Regions from separate parts of the Callithrix jacchus genome. Here region 1 is linked to region 2. The links are chromatin contacts, called in public Hi-C maps. All regions are on one chromosome and are shown on one strand. The core of a region is the stretch at or near the end of the contact, and the rest is flanking DNA. Distances in the headings are between cores, read along the strand shown.

Region 1 (4,457 bases), core at 276-2,775, 34 kb before region 2:
GCTCAGCAGGGTGGCAGAAGACATAAATTATTACAATGTAACAAAATATGTGCAAGACAAAAATATCTTCAGGAAAAGAATCCTAGAGCATGAGAATTACAATCTCTGTCTGGGGAAGGTATGAGGGAATGGGAGGCTTGGAAAGGGGTTGATGTCCGAGCTAGGGGCTAACATGTTTGGAATCCCCAGCTTTGGTGGGAGAGGGTCTGACAACCACTCTAGGTCCCAGTGTCATCAGACCTGGTTTCTGCTGGGGCTGGTGCAAAACTTTGAGGTCGGGAAGGGAAGGAGACCCCAAGATGAAGTGGACAGTGATTTGCTAATAATACCTACACATAGCAGATAATCAGAACTCTGGAGATCCATTCTCCATAACTTCTTGGAAGTTCAACAGATAAAGAAAGTGAAAGGTTTCATGAATTATAATGTGCCAGCTAGACATGAAGTTTTATTCACTTGCTTGGGATTCATGCTTAGACAATGGGAAATTCCTTTTCAATTTTTGTCTCTAAGTGAAGTCTATCTTCCAATTAAGAAAACAAACCCAAGATATAAGATAGAAAAGTAGGTCTATGTTTCAATGCCTAACATGTTCCATTTAAAATACAGTAAATTTTGGCTGAAAGAAGTTATCACACAATCTAGGGCAAACACCATCTCATGATTCTCCATGCCTAACCTTAATCCTGAGACCACCACAAACACACCATTTCCTACTGAACACTGATATACTCAGAAACTGAAATCTAAAGCTGAAAAGGGCCTTAACGATAATTTAATAACAGTTTCTTTTACAGACGAACCCTGAAGCATGGAGGAGTTAAGATTTAAAAAAAAGTTAGAGAAGCTGCCTTGGCGCAGTTTAATGGGCTTTACTAGAAGAGGCTGTGTCGACTTACTTGTCTGTCATAGCTGGAGCTTCATGAAATGACTAAGAGAGTACAATCTATTTCCTATGAAGTCTAAAATGTAAAAGAGTATTACTAAGGAATGCTACCACCTAATTTTTTTTAATCATCATTATTATTTCAACTAGAGTTTCAAAAAGTGATTTTCCAACACTGCGTATCATTTTGTTTTTGCTAGGTAAGTACTATCAACTGGGGCAATCCTTGTAGTGTTTATTCTCATTTAACTCTGAACAACTGGGGATTTTCCAAAAAGGCTCAAAATGTCGAAATCCAGCCTCTTTCGGGGAAACCACAGGTAAATAAGGAAAGACACCTTCGCAGGAGTTCCCCTCACACGCACTCACCCTGGCGCAGGGCCCCACGGAGGCGGTGGAAACGCCCCTCTGGGAGTCCAGCATGTTCTCCCGCCGGCTGACGGGTGGTGCCTGGGGGCTAAAGGCGGCTCTGCCAGACCCCCGGACTCCGCTACCGCCGCGTCGCTCCCCGGGCCTGCAGGACTCGCGCTCTGGGGTCACGTCGAGGACGCGGGCAGCTGGGGGGCCGGGACCGCAAGGCAGAAGGGCCTGCCTGGGAGCTGGCGGCGCCGGCGGGGTACCGGGCGTGCCCACGTGACTGCCCCGCCCGCCGCCTGCGGCCCGCCGAACCCTGCCGCCTCCCTCGGGCTGCAGCTCCCGGCGTGCCCCGCACTCGCCGCTGCCCACCAGCCTGCCCCTCCTTCTCTTCCCAGTGCTACAGAGCCGGAGCCCGAGCTGCCGCCGCAGCCACAGCCGAGGGCACTATGGTAAGAGGGGCGCGCCGGCCGAGAGGCTGCGGCGTGGCGAAAAAAGCCCCCCGCACGGCCCGGGGAGTGAGGCCGCCATTTTAACCTGATTTTGGCCTCCAAGGTGGGCGCATCTGCGCTGCGGCCCCGCTGCTCTCCAGCCTATCGGCCTGCCCTCCCGCCGTGAGGCCGGGCCCCGCTGCTCTTTGGATTTTGCCGGGCGGGAGGGCTCGGGCGCCGGCGCGGGTTGAGGGTAAAGACAGAGCTGCCGGAGGCGCGAGAGGGTCTTCAGACTGCAGCCGCTCGCGCCGCCTTTGGCTTTCGCTTCCTAATTTTATTTAACACGCGGGGCTTTAAAATTGGTATGTGCTGCGAAGGTTGTGTGGGTCGGGGTCTGGACGGCCTGTAATGAAACCCTTACGGGGAGATTAAGGAAGAGGGAAAACACTTTTCTTAAAATGCTTTCTCGCGGTAAAAGCTTTTACACTCGACCCGTTAGTTTTGGAGTGTCTGCATGTGAGCTGTGGGGCCGTGGGCGGTTTGGAGTTTATACTTGATTCTCTTTCCTTATGAGGAAACGTTAGTGGCTAGGATGACTTTAAAGAAAAAAATAGTAGAAGCATTAACTGAAATCCAAAAGTGTTTTTTTAAGGCCAGCCGAGTTGACACAATACAGAAGGTATTTTTGCTGCGGCTCCTGAAGCTCTGACATCACCCAGTGAAATAGGAAACATTTCAGGGATGGGACAACTTGTATTTGTCCCTTTCGCTTCCGCGTCCAAACCCCTTTAAGAAGGATGAATGGGCAGGATGAGTTAGATTCCTTCGCTGTATCGTCTACTGATTCTTAAAATGTGACAAAAAATCTGATTGGACGACTTACATGGTACGGTGCAATTTTTGATGTCCAGACTAAAGTGAGTCTTCTCTAGGAAAACAGTAATTTTGGTTAAAACCAAAATACATGTTCTGAATTAGTGTTCTGTGTTTATTTTCAGGCTTCTGGAGTTACAGTGAATGATGAAGTCATCAAAGTTTTTAATGATATGAAAGTAAGGAAATCTTCTACGCAAGAGGAGATCAAAAAGAGAAAGAAAGCAGTTCTCTTCTGTTTAAGCGATGACAAAAGACAAATAATTGTAGAGGAAGCAAAGCAGATCTTGGTGGGTGACATTGGTGATACTGTAGAGGACCCCTACACATCTTTTGTGAAGTTGCTACCTCTGAATGATTGCCGATATGCTTTGTACGATGCCACATACGAAACAAAAGAGTCTAAGAAAGAAGACCTAGTATTTATATTCTGGTGTGTAAAAACAAAAGAAAAAAGTACTTTTAAAATGCAAGGATTGTTGTTATCATAGTCGGTTATACCTTTGTTTTTCTTATAAGTGGGATTAAACAATTTTTTTTTTCTGTAGGGCTCCTGAAAGTGCACCTTTAAAAAGCAAGATGATTTACGCTAGCTCTAAAGATGCCATTAAAAAGAAATTTACAGGTACAAACTTGAATATTTTGTGCAGAGAAATTACTCTTTATTAATTATAATAAAGTAATAGGATAATGTTTTTTCTTTTAGGTATTAAACATGAGTGGCAAGTAAATGGCTTGGACGATATTAAGGACCGTTCGACACTTGGAGAGAAATTGGGAGGCAATGTAGTAGTTTCACTTGAAGGAAAACCATTGTAAAATGACAGTCAAGTGCCATCTGGATCTTAAGGAGCTTCCATTTCTCTAGCTCAGACCATTGGAATAGTATTAGGTTTCGGTTTTTTTTTTTTTTTCCCTTTTTCCACTGGGCCCTTCCAACATAATGAAGGAAGTATCATTTATTTAAGCAGCCTATCAGTGATTGCCATTAGACTGTTTAATACTGTTACTTTTACGTAGAACCCAAGGAATGCCTTCCTGTCATATTTTAGCCAAAACAACTGGTTATATGCCTCCCTTGCAGCAGACACTACAATGAATGTGATCATCAATGTGAATAGCTTAGAATACTACAAAGGATAAGCTAACTGAATGCCTTGAAAGTGTTATCCACTGGTCAGATGGTCAACTTTTTTCAGTATTATTTGTAGTTGCACTTGTTTGCAGTTCTGTGAGGCTTGTGCATTCATACACCTCACCTGCCTTGGCAAGCCTATTTTTGTGACATGGCAGCACGGATATAACACTATGCATTAAAAGCACTTTTTGTAACAAGTTTAATACCCTAAAAGGAATGCCAATTAAGTTTTGTTGACTGTGTCATCAACTTATCCTAGTACCTCAGTGTTCATTCCTGTTATCTGCATATCTTCTTAAATAGCTGTTATTAATGCCTATTTGTTTTCCATTGAGTGTACACTACTGAATAAGTGTAGGAGTTCTATGTTTACCATGTGAGTCCTGCAACACTAAAGATATTTTGATTATCAGTCATGATGGCAATTTCTGTATAAAAGAGCCTTAAATGGAACATTGTTTTGAGATCAAACTCCCCACCCTCACAAAAATGGCCACGTTGCAATAAAAATTGTGGCATATTACAGAACGTTGCCTTGTTTTCCTTGGAAATTTTGCAAAATGTTATGTGAAACAACTTCTAGGGTAAGAACAGCTATTAATCTCTGCACTGGTCATTTGAGAATTTTTTTGTATAACATTCATGTGTGATATTTTCCAGATTTGTTGGATTTATTTGGTTTAAAAAATATTCTGTCTTAAAGCCAACTAATATAAAATACCATTGTTAAAGAATGGTACTTTTATAAACATTAGTGTATTTATTTCCTTATGTG
Region 2 (4,602 bases), core at 525-3,024:
TCTAACAAAGTCCACACACTGTTTTTTGTGCTTACGTCTCTTATAATCTAGAACAATCTTAAATACCCCCAGCCTCCCACTTTTTCTTTTTCTTTTTTTTTTTTTTGAGACGGAGTTTCGCTCTTGTTACCCAGGTTGGAGTGCAATGGCGCAATCTCGGCTCACCGCAACCTCCGCCCCCTGGGTTCAGGCAATTCTCCTGCCTCAGCCTCCTGAGTAGCTGGGATTACAGGCACGCGCCACCGTGCCCAGCTAATTTTTTGTAATTTTTAGTAGAGACGGGGTTTCACCATGTTGACCAGGATGGTCTCAATCTGTTGACCTCGTGATCCACCCGCCTCGGCCTCCCAAAGTGCTGGGATTACAGGCTTGAGCCACCGCGCCTCATCCCACTTTTTCTTAATGCCATTGACTTGATGAAGAAACTAAGTCAGTTTGTCTGTAGAATGTCCTACCTTCTGGATTTGTCTAATGGTTTCTTTCTGATGGCCTGCCCCTGTTCATCTATTTCTTGTATTTCCTGTAAGCTGGTAGTTTGATCTAAATAACCGCTTAGCTTCGGGTTACACATTTTTGGTAAGAAATTTGCTGGGCATGGTGGCTCACGCCTGTGATCCCAGCACACTGGGAGACCAAGGTGGGCAGATCACCAGATCAGGAGTTTGAGACCAGCCTGACCAACATGGAGAAACTTCATCTCTACTAAAAATACGAAAATTAGCTGGTTGTGGTGGCACGTGCCTGTAATCCCAGCTACCCAGGAGGCTGATGCAGGAGAATCGCTTGAACCCAGAAGGCAGAGGTTGCAGTGAGCTGAGATTGCCCCCCTGCATTCCAGCCTGGGCCACAGAGCAAGACTCCATCTCAAATAAGTAACTAAACAAACAAACAAACAAACAAATAAATGTATTACCTTAAATTTTTAAAACAGCCTTTCCTTGGAAAAGGAAAAAAATGAAAATAAAGTTCATATCCAATTTCAGTATTTTCAAAAAGGAAAAATACCCAGAATGTTGAAACTACTGGACCTGGAGGACAAACTGTAGGAAGCAAGGCAATTGACATTCAGGAAATTAATTCCTGAGTGGCTTTCTAAAAATAAACCCAAACAACAACAACAAAAACCTGGTGTTGCCAGCCTAAAGAGAGGTGAGGAAGCAGACACTGAATGGATTCATACACTGAAGTGCAGCTCATCTGCAATAGCCTTGACCCTCACAAATCTTTAATAAGGTGACAAAGAGCAGGAAACAATGTAGCCAAACTGATTTAACTTGTGTCAAAATCACAGTGGGCGGCAGTGGGATCTGGACAACCCTCTAGTTGATGAACAAGGACTTAGAGGACCTCAGCTTCTCCATAGCAAATTGGCAAATGTGTTCTGAAACCCGGCTGATAACTTTGTAAACTATCTGGAATTGACAGGTCGTGTTCCCGTCAGGGTCATATGGAGTGAGACAGACCAGCTTTATAACTGTATTTGTTAGGTTTTCTCTGGTGGAAAGATTCCACTGGAATCCCTGCTCCACCACTTACCAGCTGTGTGACTGGCTGAAAACCACTCCTGGGCTTCGTTTTCTCATTTGTAGATGGGGATGATCATTCCTCCCTCACCAGGAGGCTGTGCAGATGGAATGTGAGAACATATGTGAAAGTCTAGACCAGAGCCTGACAAGTGGCAGGACCCACATGTTACTACTCCCCACCTCCTTTGATGACCCAACCCAAGAGATAGAAGCAAGCCAACTGTGCCTATATCTGAACAGTTACAGCAGTCAGAGACACAGCCAACTTATTCTGTGGGGCCTGTACCCTGCAAGCAGGGTCCTTTGCAAGTGGTGGAGGCTTCAGAGAGGGCATAGAGGCAGGCCCTGCCTTCAGGAAGCAGTGTCACTCACCAGCCCTTTCACCCATTAGACTGTTAATGGAGGTTTTAAATAGAAAATGATGTGATCTTCTTTCTTGAATGATAATACCGCTAAAGTTTCTAAATATAAACTTAAACTGTGAAACCCCCTACATGCACACACAGACACACAGTCCTCAAGTCAGAGTAGTGACTGTCCACCTGTCACAGCTTTTTCACAATTTTTTTATTTTGAAAAATTTCAAAGCTAGAAAAGTTGCTAGTACGATGAACACCATATGTCACCAGATGTTCATGTAGACTTATCAATTAAATTTTACTGCATTTACCTTTTTTTTGAAGATTTAGAATTGAACATTCTATTTTTAAAAAATCATTTGCTGAACCATTTAAGAGTTAATTATAGACACTGTGACACTTCATCCAAAAATACTTTGGCGTGTATCTCCTAAGAATAAAAATATTCATCCTATGTAATATTCCTCGTATCTCACTCAGGAAATTTTATTGTATTGAAAATACAGTTCATATTCAGAATTTCCCAGTTATTCCTATAATATCCTTTGTAGATTTCTAAAACCCAAGATCCAGAAGAAAAAAGAAAAACAAAATCACATATTTCATTTAATTGTCATGTCTGACCTAGTCAATTTCTGAAATTTAGCCCTTTTCTTTTCGGAGCTAGAGCTGTTGTTTTCCCATTACTTGTGTTCACTTCAGTGGGTCTCATAGCTACAAGCCCCAGTAATTTTATATCTTCACTTTTGATTCATGTACTTAAAAAAGAAGTGACTTGTATTGAATATAATCCCACCATTTCTCAGTTCTTAGCTTTAAACAATATTTGAATAGAATTGTAATGTTCATAGCATACACACAGTGACAGATCTAGGCAGGGAAGGCAGGGGGCATTCAGCTAAGGGCACATTCAGCTCACAGTAATGACTGAATATTCAGGTGACAAGCTGTGGATGGAGATGAGACCTGAATCTCTCCCTAGGTAAGGTAAAGAAGGAGCTACAAAGAGCAAGAGGGGAAGCCACAAATGGGTACTTCTCCCAGAGGTGAGAATATTTTGTGAGAAGGACCCATCTGAATGTTGGGAGACTTCCAGGCCAGAAGAGAAGCGGCAGAGTATGCTGGAGACCCAGAAAATCCAGGGGAGTGGGGTGTCCTAGGGGGCAAGGAAGGAATGGGTGCACAGATAATGAGGAAAAGACAATGAATTTTATCCCTGAGCTGCTTATGGTTTTTAATTCAAGATGTGAATTAGGTCAAGTGCCGTGGTGCATGCCTATAATCTCAACACTTTGGGAGGCTGAGGCAGGTGGATCACGAGAGGTCAAGGGTTTAAGACCAGCTTGGTCAACATGATGAAACCCAGTCTCTACTAAAAATAAAAAATTAGCCGGGTGTGGTGGCATATGCCTGTAATCTCAGCTACTTGGGAGGCTCATGTTGGAGAACTGTTTGAACCCAGGAGGTGGAGGTTGCAGTGAGTCAAGTTTGTGCCATTGCATTCCAGCCTGGGCAACAAGGGTGAAACTCTGTTTCAAAAAAAAAGAAGATGTGAATTAATTCTCAAGACCAGGCCAGGAGAGGGGCCTTGGGGCCCAGAGCTATGCCAGCTGGAGTCAGATCAGACAACCCTCCGGAGAAGCAGGGTGGAGGCCAGGCCAGAAGCTCAAAGACCCAGACCTCAGATCTGAGGCAAGACTCCTCCTTTTGGTAAGCAAACAGGGGTAGGCACTGGGAACTATGGAGACGGAAAAACCTAAGAATAATCATCAGGAAGAGAAGTTGCTGAGGAGAACATGAAGGGACAAACTGGAGGACAAAAGCCAATTCGGTTGGGACGACCAGGGAACAAATGGAAAGAATCTGTGTCCTTGACATCACTGAACCACTGAGTTAGCCAACTGCAAAACTGCCCCACTGCTGTACTACTTCTTGTGATGTTCTGTATTGATTAAAAAAAAAAAAAAAGAGGCAACTAAATCAATAAATAAGGAAACTCCCAAAAAAGCACAGGTAAAAAGAAAAGTCTTAAGAGCCAATAAAATGAAGTAAAATTATCCAATAGGTGAACTTAATGTAGTTACAATAAATGTAGCAAATCCACTCAAAATTATTAAGTAGATCTTAAGCATAAAATTAGATTTAAATGTTTATATAGAACAAGGCTGTTAATGAATAACTCGATTTTTAAAAGATCACAGAAAAAAACAGAAAGGCAGGCAAAAGGAAAATCTGACCACTTTAGGAGGCCAAGGTAGTCAGATTACCTGAGGTCAAAAGTTTGAGACCACCCTGGCCAACATGTTTGTCCCATGTTCTCCTCGGCGACTAAAAATACAAAAATTAGCCAGATGTGGTGGCAGGCATCTGTACTCCCAGCTACTTGGGAGGCTGATGCAGGAAAATTGCTTGAACTCAGAGGTGGAGGTTGCAGAGAGCTGAGATACTGCCACTGCACTCTAGCCTGGGCAATAGAGCAAGACTCTGTCTCAAAAAAAAAAAAAAAAAAGGAGAGAAAATTTATATAACTTTCAGTTTCTTAAGACATATGAATATATGTATATATATCTCCACAGTCATGTATTAACCGTGGAGAATACATTCTGAGAAAAGCATCACTGCAATTTCATTCTTGTGTGAACATCATCAAGTGTACTTACCACAAACCTAGAAGGTATGCCTGCTACACACCTAGGCTATATGGTACAGCCTGTTGC

What was found. Hi-C and Micro-C count contacts between places; a contact is called where the count stands out from the background.
Region 1: a Hi-C map of skeletal muscle shows a contact between it and region 2, with 3 times the contacts expected there. The contact joins the promoter of SRP54 here to the enhancer-like site in region 2. A contact is called at or near these places in 3 of 3 Hi-C or Micro-C datasets (induced pluripotent stem cells and skeletal muscle).

Annotation. Positions count from the first base shown.
Region 1 is chr8:69,213,379-69,217,835 of calJac240_pri, reverse strand. SRP54 (signal recognition particle 54) reads right to left here and starts at 1,525. Exons shown (of 18, transcript XM_078334776.1): 1 at 1,256-1,525. CFL2 (cofilin 2) reads left to right here and starts at 1,637. Exons shown (of 4, transcript XM_002753811.6): 1 at 1,637-1,692; 2 at 2,670-2,977; 3 at 3,093-3,169; 4 at 3,251-4,457. The coding sequence starts at 1,690. The coding sequence ends at 3,363.
Region 2 is chr8:69,179,258-69,183,859 of calJac240_pri, reverse strand. No RefSeq gene overlaps it. Among named protein-coding and RNA genes, the nearest start is that of CFL2, 35 kb to the left of the region's middle. Within about 2 kb of position 1,774, at least 2 of the 16 cell types and tissues checked have an H3K27ac peak or open chromatin away from gene starts, as enhancers often do. A contact at or near this core is called in skeletal muscle, where this site is marked.